Linked DNA regions of Sus scrofa: region 2 is linked to region 1. The links are chromatin contacts, called in public Hi-C maps. All regions are on one chromosome and are shown on one strand. The core of a region is the stretch at or near the end of the contact, and the rest is flanking DNA. Distances in the headings are between cores, read along the strand shown. Region 1 overlaps LOC110260610 (cadherin EGF LAG seven-pass G-type receptor 1-like). Region 2 overlaps LOC102159820 (cadherin EGF LAG seven-pass G-type receptor 1).

Region 1 (7,959 bases), core at 3,113-5,612:
GGGCCCCCTCATCGACGTCCCCCTCGCCCTGCCTCCGGCATGGGATCCTCCCTGCACCTGGTGCACACCATTCCTGCACTCCACTGTTCCTATGTCACAGCTCCAACCACAGAAGACCCCATAGAGATTCCGAGACAGCTCGCCAGGACCCCCTTCTTCCCCTCCCTGTTCACTGGGTGCAAAGAGCTGAGTGTTCCCGTGGAATCAGGCACGACACACACGCAACCCTCGGCCCACCTTTTCTGGGCGATGAGCCCACCCTCACCAAGCTTCCCCAGGGCTCAGCTGCTGGCTCAAGGTGGAGATCCAAGGGGGTGGCCAGCACGTGGTTAGGGCACTGGGACCCCAGGGCCTGAGGCTGGCCCTCCCCAGCACGGTCAGCCTGCTGGCCTCCGTCTCTTGGCTGTGAAATGGGGCTTCTCTGAGATCCCAGGGAGAAGATGGGTAGAGCCAAGGCACACGCCTAGGAAGCGGGAGGCACACCCACCAGAACGGTGGGTGCCCGCACTGTCAGGCGACCACACCCAATGCATGGTCTGGCTCCGGGCGCTGCCTCCTGCACCAAAGCCCTCCCAGTCTGCAGAGGCCAGGCTTGGACCCTTGATGGCAAAGCCACAGTAGGTGTGTGTGTGGGGGGGTGCACTGCCAGGGAGGGGAGCAGTTCAGGGGGCCCCCAACCCCCAGCTCCCCAGAGCTGGAACAAGGGACGAAGGGACCTGGGAGTGTCCATGCTGCCAGCAGAAACATGACAGGGACAGGGCAGGGCGGCCGATCTCAGGTTCCTGCCTCGAAAATGGAGGGACAGTCACCTCACCCACAAGAGTCCTGGAGAAAGAGCCCAGTTAGGGCTCATCTGAAATTCCACGGTACTGACAGCACCCGACGGAAAAGGATGCGGAGGGGGGGCCACAAGGTGCCCACAGAGCCGAGGCTGCCCACCCACCACGCACTGCCAGGCGCTGCGGAGCTGACCCTGGGACATCCGCCGGCCAAGGGCTGGCAGGACACCCCTCCCACAGGGCCTCCCTCCCCCTCCCAAGGCCCTGTGCCAGGCCTGCAGCTCCAAGGGACCCCCTGTGTTGGCTCAGGTGCTCCCCAACCTTTAACTGCAAAGGTTAAAACCCAGTGGTGGAAGGAAAGGTTATTCTCCATAATTTGCTTTTAGCGTAGTTGCTTTAATCGTGAGTGTGTGTGTGTGTGTGTGTGTGTGGACATGCATACGTGTGCATACATGTGTGTCTCTGTGCTTAAGAAAAAGCCCAGCCTTCGTTCAGAACATCAAGAGAAGAAACCCAGAAACACAGAGCAGAGTGATTAAAATGACAAAGGCTCGTGTTGGGCTTTTCCCAGCTTCGGAATGTTCACGCCCAAAAAAGGGACCGATTAGCAAGGTAGCCACAAGTTCTTACCTGAAGCAAAAGTGTGAGAATGCAGCCATTGCATTTCTGGAAAAAAAAAAGCCCGTTTCTTTCCCTCGGAGCCAAGCCCCCAGGCCAGCACAGAGGAGACGGAGGGTGGTCACGGGGGGCGTCCTGTGGTCTCTACCGGCCCCCCTTCTGTCCCCTCAATGAGGACAGTGGGGCTGGCACCTGGCTCCTCCCCCCACACCCCTTGGGATCGTTCTGTAAAGGATCCGGGTTTGCAGAACACCTACTGTGTGCCAAGCCTCAGGTGCACAGGGCAAAGCAGAGGGAGCCTTGCTGTCTCCCCCCAACAAAAGGCTGGTTCCCTCCGACCACCACCACCCGGGTCCCCCCCTTTGTTTCCTTGGGTGACCCCGGTTACTCTTGCCAAACAAACAGGCAGAGAGGCAGAGGGTTACTGACCAGCCCCCCTCTGCCCAACATTCAGGGACCTACGTGTTCAGGCTAAAGAACAAGAAGCAAAAACTGAAAACTATTTTCCCCGAGGCTGTGAGGGGAAAAGAACCAAGCCAAACTCAGGAACACGTTCCACCCTCTCTGCCTCACGCGATAAAATTGGCTTCTGCCTGCATCCAAGTGCTGGCAGCATGAGGCCCCATGGCCCTGAGCTACTACATGCCCGAGGGTGCGGACACCGCGACACCAGGGCCCCCCGGGGCCACCATCCCACCTAGGTGGGTCCTGAACAGGTTTCTGCTCTCAGATGTCAAAACGGGCCGGTCTGGGCGAATGCTCAGACCAACGTGGACATGCAACAGTGCCACCAGGTCCCGGACAGAATTTTCTCATCCCCAACAGCCGTCGCTTTTCCAGATGTGATCTCAGCCCACCCCTTAGGCCTCATGCAACTGCGACTCTGCCCAGATTTTAAGAACAAGTCTCCCTGTCACCCTCCTTGGCAGGTGGGGCCAGACAGAGACCTCAGGTCACCAGGTGGCCAGTGCTGAGATGGGGAAGCCTGGTCCTTGTACGCCCAGGTCACGCGTGGCCTTCAGCGGCTGCCCATCCTCCCCCGCCCACCTGCTCCTCCATCTCCATCCCATGACTCAGAGAGAAGGAGACGCTGCCAGCCCTGTCCCGACTCCTGCAGCCCCGTCTACACTCAGCTCGGCCACAGAAGGCACCTCTGCCACTGAGGCTTGTCTCCGCCCAACCCCCGCCAGCCCAGTGCCCCCCAGGAGTGCCAGTGCCCCAGACAGGTAAACACCGGCACAATCAGGTAACACAGGATGCTCTGCACATTAACTAACTGGTCAACTCCTCGGCCCTCAACTCAGCCCGGGTCCCCGGGGCCCTCCTGCCTTCCCCCTGAGCCTCGCCCACGCCCGGCCACCCAGCCCTCCGCCCCTCAAGCCTCCCACCACCCGCCTGCCCTTGGCGAACTCAAGTCGCCTCCCCGTCCTGAAGCTCCGTGAACCCCCCAAGGCATCTGCCGCCGGTGACCCCCTCAGGCCCTCACTCTCCCTCAGCCTCCAGAGCCCAGACTCGGGTTTTTTCTCCTGCAGGCGATTATTCCTCTTGCAGGTCCGGCCTGCCCGACAGGCCACTCGGGCCAGGCCTCCTCCAGGCTGCACCTGCGCCCTGTCCCCATCATAGGTGTCCCCTGCCAAGTGCCCTCCACCCCTGCAGACGGGTCACTGACCACCCACGGCCGTGATGTGCTCTCTGTCACCCCCGTGGCCATGCTGACCACCTGTGGCCCCAGCTGGGCCCTCCTGCCAGACCTGCACACCCGACCAACTCCAGGACAATGTCAGGGGCCCAGCCGCACAGGGTCCAAGGCGCCCTCCCGGGCCTCCCTCAGTGGCTGCTCCTCCTCACCCAACCGCCTCGGCACGTTCCCGGAGCCAGTTTATTCTGGAAAGCACAGCCTGAGAGAACACGGCTTGGGAGCCACCGTCCCGGGTTCGAATCCCAGTGCTACCAACACAAGCCGGTGCCCTGGATGCGGGGTTGAGCCTCTGGGGCTCTGGTTTGCGCCTCGATGAGATAATACCTTCCACAGATGAGGCCACTGCAGGAGTGGCCAGGTGCTCAGACCAGCAGCACAGGGGTGTGCGTGTGTGTGTGTGTGTGTGTGTGTGTGTGTGTGTGCATGTGTACAGGGAGGGATCCCAGCACAAGAGGCTCGTCGGCTGATCAACCCCGTCACCTCCATATCTGACCATCTCACCTCCCAAATCCTCTCTAGCCACCCATCCTCGCCTCTGCCAGGCACTGGGCCAAGCCTGACCTCTCATGTGCCCTCTACCCTCCGGGCTCACCCGAGAGCCGCCTCTCAACAGCAGCTCGGGCACCGCTCAGGTTCTCAGTCCCAAACCTCCCCCACGACAGTCAGCCCTCCCCCGGTCCCCGCTTCAGCCCCCCATCCCACCCCCACTCCCCGGGAAGGCACACCATGCTCACCTTGGCACAGAAGAGTCCCCAGCCCAACCTCCCTCCAGGGCCCGCACACAGTAGGCCCTGCACACAGTAGGTGCTCAACAAACAAACAAACACTCCATTGTTTCAGAGCCAGTGTTTCTGAAAGTCAGCAAGTGGCTCCATCCAGGTTACTGAGTTAACTGAAGCCTCAGCGGTTAACTAGCCAGCTTCCCAAAGCACTACCTCTTCCGAGGCAGATTACATCACTGGAGAATCCAGCTCGACAAGTGATACGGTTTAAGCTGGTCTGATCCTCTTCCACACCGTGAGATTCAGCAAAGAAAGATAATGCATGCATCCAGACGCTGCCTGGTACAACGCCCAGCTTTTATTTCCTCGTTGGCAATCGCCTACTTAAAAGTCCCTGCGAGAGCCTGTATTTAACTCAGCAAACACTTTTAAAGACTTTATCAGGCCGAGACGACTTTATCCCAGCCATTCCCCACCAAAGGAAACCGGTAAAGATGACTCAATCTTGTTAGTTCACCGACTTTCAGTATTTTCTGACATTCTGGGTGACTCACGGCCCAATCATGGTCACCCCACAAACGCCGCGTTTCCCACGTCCAGGTGTCTACACGCCCACAAGCACCAGGCCATTTTCCACCAAATGCCACGTTCTGCGCTGTACGCTTCCTGGCCCCACCCCCACAGGCGCACACCTGTTCAAGGTGAATGTAAACTGTCCATGTGACTACAAGGCCACCCTCTAGAAAGACTAACCAAAGGACCCCACATGTGACAGTCCCATTGGGTTATTAGCCACCCTGTTTTGAAAAATGCAAATACAGGAGGTCCCGTCGTGGCGCAGCAGAAACGAACCCAAGTAGGAACCATGAGGTTGTGGGTTTGATCCCTGGCCTTGCTCAGTGAGTTAAGCATCCAGTGTTGCCGTGAGCTGTGGTGTAGGTGGCAGACGAGGCTCGGATCTGGCATTGCTGGGGCTGTGGCATAGACCGGCGGCTACAGCTCCGATTAGACCCCAGCAGGGAACCTCCATCTGCTGCGGGTGTAGCCCTACAAAGCAAAACAAAAAACCAAACCAAACCAAAACAAAAAAAACAAAAATAAAATAAAATACGACACAAATGAGGAGTTCCCTGGCGGCTTCTCAGGCTAAGGGTCTGATGTTGTCACTGTAGCAGCTCAAGTTGCTGCTGTGGCTCAGGTTCGATCCCTGGCCGGGGAGCTTCCACATGCCACAGCTGTGGCCAAAAAAGAAAAAAGAAAAAGGACAGAAATGAACGTATCTGTGAAACAGAAAGAGACTCACAGACAGAACAGAATTGTGGTTGCCAAGGGGGAGAGTGGGGATGCACCGGGAGTTTGGGATGAGCCGATGCAGACTAGTATCTCCAGGCTGGATAGACAACAAGCTTCTACAGTGCAGCACGGGAAGCGCCTTCAACGGCCTGTGATGAAACCAAGGTAAGAAGCATGAACGAGGAGTTCCCGTCGTGGCGCAGTGGTTAACGAATCCGACTAGGAACCATGAGGTTGCGGGTTCGATCCCTGCCCTTGCTCAGTGGGTTAACGATCCGGCGTTGCCGTGAGCTGTGGTGTAGGTTGCAGACGCAGCTCGGATCCCGCGTTGCTGTGGCTCTGGCGTAGGCCGGTGGCTACGGCTCCGATTCAACCCCTAGCCTGGGAACCTCCATATGCCGCGGGAGCGGCCCAAGAAATAGCAACAACAACAACAAAAGACAAAAAAAAAAAAAAAAAAAAAAAAAAAGAAGCATGAACGAGGCTGTACAACGGATAACCGAGAGGATGTACAACGGATAACCGCGTCACCTCGCTGCACCGCAGAAATCAACACAGCCCTGCAAAGCAACTATACTTCAATAAAATTGCTTCAAAAAACCCTTGCCTATAAAACACACCTATCCCTGGACAGCATTCAAAAAGGACAGCGATTTGAATGTGGCGAAATTCAGAGTTCAGAAAATCTCAAGCAGCCTTTTGTCCTTGGTGGGCTCCATCAAACCAGTAACGCTATCGGCTCACAGACGGGAGAGGGTACGAAGACCCCCAGTCCGGGTCAGAGGAGCCGCCCTCTCCCGGGCGTGTCCATCTCAGACACCAGAGCCCACCCCCCTCCTCCCACACCCCCTCCCTTCCCCCACCCCTGTGCACCCTCCCAGCCCCTCCTGGCACAGCTCCCACAAAACCTAACAGCCTGCCAGCTCGCCTTTACAGCGCCTCTGGGGCAGTAATAATGCCCTAGAGGCCGCAGGGTACGGCTGTAAACCCCGGGGAGCCAATAACCCTTCACTGGAAACAGCACCTGAATCTGAAACCACAGCTTACCCATTGTTTCTTAAAAAAAAAGAAAAAAAAGAAGAATCCAACTCTGGTTAATTCAAAGGCTGGTCTTTTTGTGTTCTGTTTCTACACACAGCTTTGCTGCTGGGAATGACAGATTTTATGGTTTATAGTAATTTTTTCCTTCAAAGCATTAAAGAGGCGTCAAACGGTCCGAGGGTTGTATAGGGTCCCAACATGCCTACATTTTTTTTTTTTTTCCGCTTTTCAGGGCCACACTTGTGGCATATGGAAGTTCCCAGGCTGGGGGTTGAATCGGACCTACAGCTGCCGGCCTGCACCACAGCCACAGCAATGCCAGATTCGAGCCGCACCTGCAACCCACACCGCAGCTCATAGCAACGCTGGGTCCTTAACCCACAGAGCGAGGCCAGGGATGGAACCCTCAACCTCATGGTTCCTAGTCGGATTTGTTTCCCCTGCACCATGATGGGAACTCCCCAAGGTGCCAACTTTAAAGCAGAGCAAGGATTCAGCATTGAAACATCTCAGCCTAGCAACGCACTCCTCAAAACTTCCCCCCTCAGGTAAGAGAGGAGAGAGTGAAGGGCCAGCTTGTTTGGCTTGGATCATCACAGTTGGATGCTGGCCGGCTGTGTGACCCCGAGAAAGTGACTTAACACCTCTGAGTCTCCGTCTCTCCATCTGTTCAATGGGCAGCAGCATGACAGCCCTCACCGCCCGGGCACCGGGGGAGGAAGTGACCGTGCAGGTTCAAGAGTTCACATTCGACATCAGGACAGAAACTGGGGAAGGGTCGCCGTCACCTGGGAAGGGCCACACCTGAGGCCCACAGCCTGATCTACATCAGGCGTGTCACCTAGACTCAGAGCCAGATCCCCGAGACAGTCACTACCTAGCATGGCCCCAACCTACCTTCAACGGTGGTCCCAGCTAGGGACCCACCAGGTAGGCAAGCCGGCCCTCTGTAAGTAAATTCTTCTGAATAAAATCCACCCTAAACCCTTTATCCAGACATGGGGGGGGCACATTCCTAAAGCCCCAGACACGCCCCAGACATCCCTGCTCCCGCCACACATCCGTCCCCACTAGAACACCAAGTCCCTGTAAAAGCGAAATCATGTTGCCAAGTCATTTTTTTTTTTTTTTCCATTTTAGGGCCGCACCTGGGGCATATGGAAGTTCCCAGGCTAGGGATCGAACTGGAGCTGCAGCTGCCAGCCTGCACCACAGCCACAGCCACGCCAGATCCAAGCTGCATCTACAACCCATGCCGCAGCTCACGGCAATGCCGTATCCTTAACCCACTGTGCGCAGCCAGGGAGCGAACCTGCATCCTCATGGAGACTACATCAGGTCCTTAACCTGCTGAGCCGCAGTGGGAACTCCAACCAAGACATTTTTATATAGGCTGACTTCTCCATTCTGCTTTAGCGGATTGAGCAGTACGGGTGGCGGGGGATGGGGGGGGAACGCAAATGGAAAAGTGTGAAAGAGGCTTTTCACTGTCACGGCTCAACCCTGGCGGACAATTCTCCTTCAGGGCCAATTCCGTGTTCTCTACACACATTCACGGCTTCACAAACCCCACAATATTCACCTGCAGACGGACGAGGCTGCCAAAATCAATGTTGCAGTATTGCAACACCTCAAAACTGGACCTGGAAGTTCCAGATTCTATAAGCAAACAACTGGAACCTGTTTGCTATCCGATCCTCAGTATATAAAGAATTGCAGCTCAATGTGGAAACAAAATAAATCAGAAAATTAACTTTTTTAATTCTTCCAGGACTCCCACGGCTATATTGTATCGTAATAATTTATT
Region 2 (7,959 bases), core at 1,502-4,001, 200 kb before region 1:
AGACGTAGTGCAGGACGATGGCGATCACCGTGCACAGGAACTGCGGGGAGGGGCCGCGGTCAGCGCCAGCCCGCGGGCGGGGGCGCCGGCCGGGGGCGGGGCGCTGAGAAAGGAGACCCGGCTGGCTGTCTTCTTCCTGCGATTCACCCAGGAGCAGCTAAGCACCAGCAGTCCCAGCGTCGCAGGCTCCCGACAGAGGGCAGAGCAGCTGGGGTTTCAGGGACTCACCCCGCCCCAACCCAGATCAGTGCCATGAGTGAGCGGAACCTGGGGCTGGGAGGAGGGACAGGGGAGCAAAGCCTCGTGTTTTCATTAGAAGCTGCAAATTGGTAATTTCACATCATGGCTCCCAATTTTTTTTTTTTTTTTTTTTGGTCTTTTTGCCTTTTCTAGGGCCACATTCCACGGCATATGGAGGTTCCCAGGCTAGGGGTCGAATCGGAGCTGTAGCCACCGGCCTATGCCACAGCCACAGCAACCTGGAACCCAAGCTGAGTCTGTGACCTACACCACAGCTCACAGCAACCGCTGGATCCTTAACCCGCTAAGCGAGGCCAGGGATCGAACCTGCAACCTCATGGTTCCTAGTCAGATTCATTAACCACCGCGCCACGATGGGAACTGCAATGGCTCCAAATTTTTAAACGCTGGCATTTCACATAAAGTTAAAAACATATATCTTGGAGGCAGCCGGCTCAGGCTATGGCCGCAAACCGTGGCCTTCGCCCACCACTCCGGCCCACACGCGGGCTTCCTCGGTCCAATGAATGCGGGGAGCGGGAGAGAGGGGCCTCGAGTTGTGACCTCGCAGATGCATAAGGATGAACTGTGCCGATTTAACAGAAGAAAGCAGACGGCATGTCCGGTCTCCTTCTGGCCTCAGCTGGGAGGGGGCGGTGTGTCTGGCCAGCGGTCGAGGGCCAGGACGAGAGCCTCCCTGCGTGGGGCAACCAAGGGTCACCTTCTCAGCCTCTGGGGGCCGTGGTGGCCCAGGCCTGCGTCCTCGGACGCTGTAGGTGGGATGAGAATGTAGAAGGCAGTGGTGGGGGCCTGGGGACACCGTGGGATCCGGGGAGTCCAGGCCCAGGTGCGCCGGGACGGAACCTCACGAGCTCTGTCTGCCTCGTTTAGAACAGATGCGCAATGAGGTCCTGCTGTTCAGCACGGGGACTGCATCCAGTCTCCGGGGACCGACCGTGACGGGGACAGACCGAGACGGGAGAGAATGAGAAAGGGAGTGTGTGTGTGCGCGCGCACGCGCGCCAGGGGCACCATCTGTACAGCAGAAAACAGCACAACACTGTAAATCAACTATGTTTCAATAAAACTTAAAAATGGAAAAAAACAAACAAACAACAAAGAAAGAAAAGGAAGAGCTCTGCCTGGCCCAGACCATCCTCACGGGTGCTCCTGGGAGGGGCCGGCTGCCGGGCCGGGGGCTCCCAAGGCCCGCCTGCTGGGTGATGTGGGCGAGCACCCGTCCAGGTCCTTGGAAGCTGGACGGGCAGGAGAGGGGGGCCCACCTGGGACATTCTGTCCCACCCTCCCTGTGGTCCCAGCAGCCTGACCCCTCCCTGTCCGGGGGCCTCAGTATGCCACGGAGACACCCCCACCCCAACAGACACCAGAGGAGGGGACAGATTCACGTGGAGGCCTCTCCGCTCAGGCCCAGGGCACTGGGAAGACAAGTGCCACCTGCCAATGGGACCAGCTTGATGAGCCCCGTTCTCTCCCGACACAAAACTCCCGAGACGTGCAAGGCTACCCAGTCCAGCACTAACACCTGCCAAGTACAGTACAAGGGGGAACTGGGTGAACCCCCACCAACCCCAGGCCCCCCTGTGCAAAGCATGGCTTTCTCTGCTATACGAAGAACAGTGAGGAGGCTGGTGTGCTGCCGTCAACAGCTTGTAAAGGAGGCGTTTGCGCTGTGGCACCATGGGGTCTGCAGCATCTCTGCAGCACTAGGATGCAGGGTTGTTTTTTTTTTGTTTTGTTTTTTTGTTTTTTTTTGTCTTTCGTCTTTTTAGGGCCACACCTGCGGCATGTGGAGATTCCCAGGCTGGGGGTCTAATTGGAGCTGTCGCCACCGGCCTACGCCAGAGCCACAGCAACGCCAGATCCAAGCCGCATCTGTGACCTACACCACAGCTCAAGGCAACACTGGATCCTTAACCCACTGAGCAAGGCCAGGGGTTGAACCCGCAACATCATGGTTCCTAGTCAGATTTGTTTCTGCCGCGTCACGACGGCAACTCCAGGATGCAGGCTGGATCCCCGGCCCAGCACAGTGGGTTAAGGACCCAGTGTTGCTGCACCTGTGGTTGCAACTGCAGCTCGGATCTGATCCCTGGCAGGGAACTCCTTACGTGGCAGGGAAGCCAAGAAAAAAAAAAAAAAAACAACAACGGAAAAGTAAACCCACAAAACCACCTTTAGAAAAAAAAGAAGTGTTGGAAACACAATTTATCGGTAACGGGGCGGTAATGCACCCAGGGACTTCTGCGCTGAAAGTACTACCTTTTCCAGAAACAAAGACAAACGCAGAGGCACAATAAACCATGTCAACCTGCCAGTAATCCGCGAGATGAAAAGCCTCGCCCAGAGATGGGATTGTGAGTTTACAGGAAACCATCAGAAGCAGGCGCGGAGCCAAGCCCGCTGAACAGCTCGGCCCTCCCCTCCCCTCCCCTCCCCGGGTGCGTGGAGGCTGCTAAGCCCGCCCTCCGGGCTGCGGGTGAGTCAGTGCTTGAAACCAGGGGCAGCCTCGCGGCATTTCTCACACGGTATTTAGTTGCAAGGAGGAGCCTGTCACCACTGTTCAGGCCACTCAAAGGCACCCTGGAAGGGCTTTGCACCGGAGTCACAGCCCCCTGAGCTATGCCTGGCTGATGCAGCGACAAGGACACGCAGGCAAGGAACATGCAGGCGGGGAGAGGTGCCTGGGCCCAGGGGGTGCCAGGGGCAGGCAGTCCAGCTCCCCACCAGCCGCCAGCCCTGGGAGCCCGACAACCACGTGCAAGTCACTTCTCTGGGTCAGGCCCTGGGCTCCGTGCATCCCGGCGGGCAAGCCGCCAAGGTCATCTGGGAGCCCTCCCAAGGTCGTCTGACTGGACACCCCCCTCTCTCCCTCCAACCCACCCCCCAGGGGGTCTGCTGCCTCCCAAGGTCCCTGAGGGGTCCCCCTCCTGCACTCACGGAGGAAGGCGTGACCAGGCCAGCAAACACCACCTGTGTCTCTTCAGCCCGCGTCCCCTCAGGCTGGCCCCTCCCACACACGCCTCCTCCCCAGGCTCAGCTCCGCACTTTCCCCAGCCTGCAGGGAACCGCGTGTCCAGCCTCACCCAGACCTGCCACTGTGTCGGTTTCCAGCTCACCCGGCGGCGCCCCCTTCTGGGGACAGGAGGCATCGCCCACGCCGCCTCCTCCCTCTCCCTCCTTACCTGCCCCGCTGGGCCCGACTCCCGCCCTTGCCTGCTGGCCTGGCCTGGCCTCCACCCCCAGACCCAGGCAGCGGCCAGCCCGGCTACCTCTCTGACCTGCTGCCCCCGTCCTTCCCTCTCATCTTCCCCATCACCCTCTTCCTGAAACGCAGACCCAGGCGTGGCGCTCCATGGCACAAGGCCGCCTGCAAACAGAGACGGCGCTGTGTGCCAGCCCCTCAGGCCCTGGGTGACTGGACCCCCGACCTCTCCACCCCATCCTGGATGGTGACGACAGTCCTGCTCAGGCCCTCTCTGACCAGGCGCAGCTGCCCCACCAGCCTCCACGGTACCATTTTGGCCCCTGACATGCATGTGCCACAGCACGGGGGGGTCTGGAGGGCGGGCACAGATGGGAGTGCCCCTAGGATCTGGGTCAGTGGCAGATCCTCACTGGTACAGTGACGAGAGCCCTCACCGCCTGAGGAAGGAGGACATGGTGGCGACGGCAGCAGCGCGTGGCCGTCGTGCTGGGCCAGCCCATGGGAGAGGGAGCGGCCACCGCTCACCTCGGGAGGGGGGCGCTTAGGTGAGAGCAGCCTTTGAACTTCCTGGTCACCACGTGTGCGCACGTGAAGGCCAGGTGGCCTCGCCTCCTAGGGCTGTTAGGGTCACCGTTCAGCGGTGGCCACGTGAACTCACACACACACACACACACATGTGCTCGCACACACACAGAACCCTCTGCCCTGGGGCCGGTCACTCAGCCTTCCTGGCCCCAGGCTCCTCATCTGGGAGAAGAGATGCTGTCACCTCCCAGGCCCTGGGACGTTTCCAGCAGCTGAAGTGTGCCTCCGCCCTTGCCCCCAACCACGTGCTGTGAAAACCCCCTTCATAAAAACAGAAAATCCCTGGCAACCTGCCGGGAGCCAAGCCGTGGAGCTCCGTCCAGCCTCCTGCCTTGAGGTTCCCCAGCGACCTCAGCCATCCTCCCTGCAGAGCTCCCCAAGGACCTCGCCCAGGGCCCCACCCCAGACACCAGCCACCACCGCTCCTCCTCCTTCCCCTCCAATCACGCGGGCTCGGATCCGCATCCTACAGAAGCGCCCTGGCCGCGGTACCTCCTTCTCTCCTCCCTCGGAGGCAAACGCCACAGCGGCCTCACCCAGGGTCCCACCGCGGTCCTTCCACCCAGGCTTTCGAAGTCCCCGTTTGCATGCACGTTGCGGCGGGGGGGGCAGGAATGCAAGGCATTATCTATCAGGAGCGCCAGTGGGAGCCGGCGACTTTGCTCAACAGTTCAGTTAGTCCCTCCAATGCGTCTGAGATCCACCCCAGGAGCTCTACAATCTAGTCACTTAAGGATAGCTGCCAGGGCCTCTACCACACCGTACGAACCCACGTGACACCCTGGGAGCCCACGCGACAGCCTGGAGCCTGCGTGACCTGGGGTGCTCGAACAGGACATCCATACTTAACCCGATCACCCAAAGGTCACCGGTCCTCCTCTCCCCTGCGATTCTCCTCTCAGCCAGCTCCTCTGTCTCGTCAACCCCGTCACCACCACCACCACCTGGCAGAGTCCTGGGCCGGCGCTAAGTGTCTCTCTCCTGCTCCAGGGAGACACCTGAGCTCTCACAGAAAACATGGCCGTGACCCTCAGGAAGCACGGGGTGGGCGACGCTGCCCAGTAGGGACATCTCCGGGCTCCTGTGACAGCTCTGGGGACCCTGGGGTCTCACAGGTGACTGTAAGTGAGGACAACCTCACTAGTGTCTGGGTCAGGAGCGGAAGAGCTGGTGCACACGGAGCCCCAGCTCCCCGGAGGCCCCCGGAGGCAGCGTCCCCCCAGACAGCAAGCAGGGAGCCCACGTGCTGGGCCCGGGCGCCGGCTTCCCGCCAGATGGAGACGGAAACTGCAGCGGACACGCCACCCAGGCCCCGGGAAAAAGCCCCAGGACGCCTCCCTGCTCCCGCCGGGGAGGAAGGTGGGCCGCCACGGACCACGTGGGCCACCGGGGGCGGGGCGGGGCCTGGGCGGAGGGCGGGGCCTCACCGGGTTTTCCGTCTGCGCGATGCCGATCACGAAGACCAGCTGCGAGAAGAAAAGGGCGCCGATGAGGTTCTTGTGGATGCCGAGCAGGTTGGACCGCAGCGTCCGCACCAGCGCCAGGAGTATGAACGCCACCAGCAGGGCAGCCAGGGACAAGGACACGGCGGCGTAGGTGACGATCTTCAGGGGCAGGACCTCTCCGTGCTGTGGGCGGGTTGGTGAAAGGAAGAACAGTCATGGGGCTTTTGCACAAGCGAGACCCATCAACACGTGGATGCTGCGGCCGGCAAGCAGCAGGCGGCGGCGCGGCTCGGGCTGGGAGGGGCAGGAACCAGGAACAAAACCCAAAGACGAGGTCGAGGTGATAAAAGAGCTCCGGCGATGTCGGTGGCAATGGCTGTGACCAGCCGTGACCAGACCCAACGCCCCTGACCCGTACACTCAAACACCTCGGAGACAGCGAATTTCACGGGCCATGTGTTTCACCACAATTTAAAAAAAAAAAAAAAAAAAAAAACAAAACACCTCGCATGTCACGCCTGCCGTCCGGCAGGTGCAGAGGCCACCCACCCAGATTCCAAGCCGAGAGACCGTCACGCAGAGCTCTGTTCACACCGAAGGCAGATGTGCCACAGCTGCAGGAAGCCGCAGTTGCCTCCTACACTTTTGCAAAATACACTTGTCTGGGACCCTGTGCCCTGCCGGCTTTCAGGCCTCAGGGAGGAAGCCGCCCTGGTTCTCCAGTGACTTCTGGAAAGCCGTCCTGAACTGGCCAGAACTATGAGCCGGGGCAGCCAAGGGGATGCGGGCAGCCTGAGTGGGATGGCAGACACAGGGCTCTCAGAGAGACCAGAGCTGCAGGAACCCCCGCTCCCCCACATTGGGTGCTCCTCAGAGGCCTGGGGTGGGCTCCTGATCCCTGCTCTGCTTCTCTTTCCTCTGCCTGAGCTTCTGCTTCCTCCGCCTGTGAGTCGGCTCCCGGCGTTGCCCAACTTCCAGCCGCGAAGAGACCCCCAAACCTCCCCTCGGTGGACAAAGGCCACTAATAATTAAGCTCCTCCAGGCCAGGACCCAGGCTACCTGCTGGAAAGTGCCCTGCCCAGGGGCGTCCGCAGTCTTGGGTGCCCAGAGGCACACTCTCGGGTGTTGGGGTGACAAAGAGCAGCAACCTGTGGCTGATTCAGCCTCCCAAGAATGTGACAGGACCTTGGGCTGCTGCGTGCTGCAGCGTCCTGGGAGGGCCACCGGGGACACATCCCAGGCCTGAAAACAGGGTGTGGTCCCCCAGGCCTCTGGCTCCTAGATACCAGCACAGGCTCCCTCCAGGGTGACCCTGCCCAGGCTGACCTTGGCCAGGGTGACCCCGCCCAGGCCGACCTTGCTCGGGGCAACACCATCTCATCGGAGGCCCACAGAGGCCAGCTCACACTCCCAGGCCACTGAAAAGGCTCAAGGTTAAACGTTAGCAGCCCCGCTCCTCGGGGCTCCTGACCGAACCCTCCATCCTCCGGGGCCAGTGTGTGCGGCGCTCAGGGGAGACGCTCCCTCCGTTCCCACCAGCCTCTCTTTTCCTCCTTAAAATGCAAAATTCGGCAGAAACAGCATCATGTGACAGTCTGCCGAGAAGCTGCTTTGAAGTGAGGTCTCCGTTCCAGGAGTTCCTTTCAGTCTGAGGTTCCAGACAGGCCATCACGGGTTTTCATTTACAACCTGGCCTCTCTGAAAACCCTCTTAAGGGGGTTTTGTTATGGAAATCCTAAGGGATTCTGGCCAATTCCCCCCCCCCAAGCCAGCCGAGTTTTTAATTGTGGATTCAGTTTGTCCAAAGCGCTGGGGAGGAAGGACAGAGCTTGCCGAGGGGCAGGTCTGGAGGCCAGGCCAAATGCCCCGAGGGACTGGTCCCTGGGCACACTTGCCGGGGGCCGGGGTTGCCCGGGGGGCCGCGCCCACCTCGCGCCGGGAGATGTCCATGAGCACAGCAGAGCTGGTGGCGTGGCTGCACTGGCAGGTGACATGGGTCCGGTTTCGGGACAGTAGCTCACAACCCTTGGCTGACCACCCTCCAGGTCCACCGACGCTGCAGAGAGAAAGGGGTGAGGTGGTTCCCGCCACTGCCTGCGTCTCGAGGGCCCTCCAGCCCCCGCTGGAGCCCCAGCAGCACCCTCACTGCGCCCAAGGCCAGCGCCACCACCACCACCGCTCTGAGGACCCTCTGGGACCGTGAGAACCCTCACCCCCCCCACCCCACCCCCGGGGGGCCAGGGAGAGGCCTCTAATGAGCACCCTCTGAAGTTCGCCTTCCATGCGTCATCCAGCAGGAAGACAGCGGGATGTCGGCGCCTCCTCACACCCCTTTATCAGAGACATTAGTCAGTTGTTAAAAGAGCCCGTTTGTGCTTGAGTCGCCTTTTCAGTCCAGATGATTTAAGGAGAAGCCGCTCACGTCCGGTTCACACTTTCATCTTCAGGTTGCACAACAGTTTA

The links. A called contact is a pair of places that touch in the nucleus more often than the background predicts.
Region 2: a contact with region 1 is called in a Hi-C map of embryonic fibroblasts, with 1.9 times the contacts expected there. The contact joins two enhancer-like sites. A contact is called at or near these places in 1 of 5 promoter capture datasets (liver), 18 of 47 Hi-C or Micro-C datasets (alveolar macrophages, embryonic fibroblasts, epiblast stem cells and 11 more) and 1 of 2 datasets of contacts at active chromatin or transcription factors (skeletal muscle).

What each region holds. Positions count from the first base shown.
Region 1 is chr5:2,985,189-2,993,147 of Sscrofa11.1, reverse strand. The region is part of intron 1 of LOC110260610 (cadherin EGF LAG seven-pass G-type receptor 1-like); the gene reads right to left. Among named protein-coding and RNA genes, the nearest start is that of GRAMD4, 41 kb to the right of the region's middle. Within about 2 kb of position 4,362, at least 7 of the 83 cell types and tissues checked have an H3K27ac peak or open chromatin away from gene starts, as enhancers often do. A contact at or near this core is called in embryonic fibroblasts, where this site is marked.
Region 2 is chr5:3,186,318-3,194,276 of Sscrofa11.1, reverse strand. LOC102159820 (cadherin EGF LAG seven-pass G-type receptor 1) reads right to left here. Exons shown (of 34, transcript XM_021091370.1): 22 at 7,426-7,552; 23 at 5,479-5,679; 24 at 1-40. Among named protein-coding and RNA genes, the nearest start is that of TRMU, 34 kb to the left of the region's middle. Within about 2 kb of position 2,751, at least 54 of the 83 cell types and tissues checked have an H3K27ac peak or open chromatin away from gene starts, as enhancers often do. A contact at or near this core is called in embryonic fibroblasts, where this site is marked.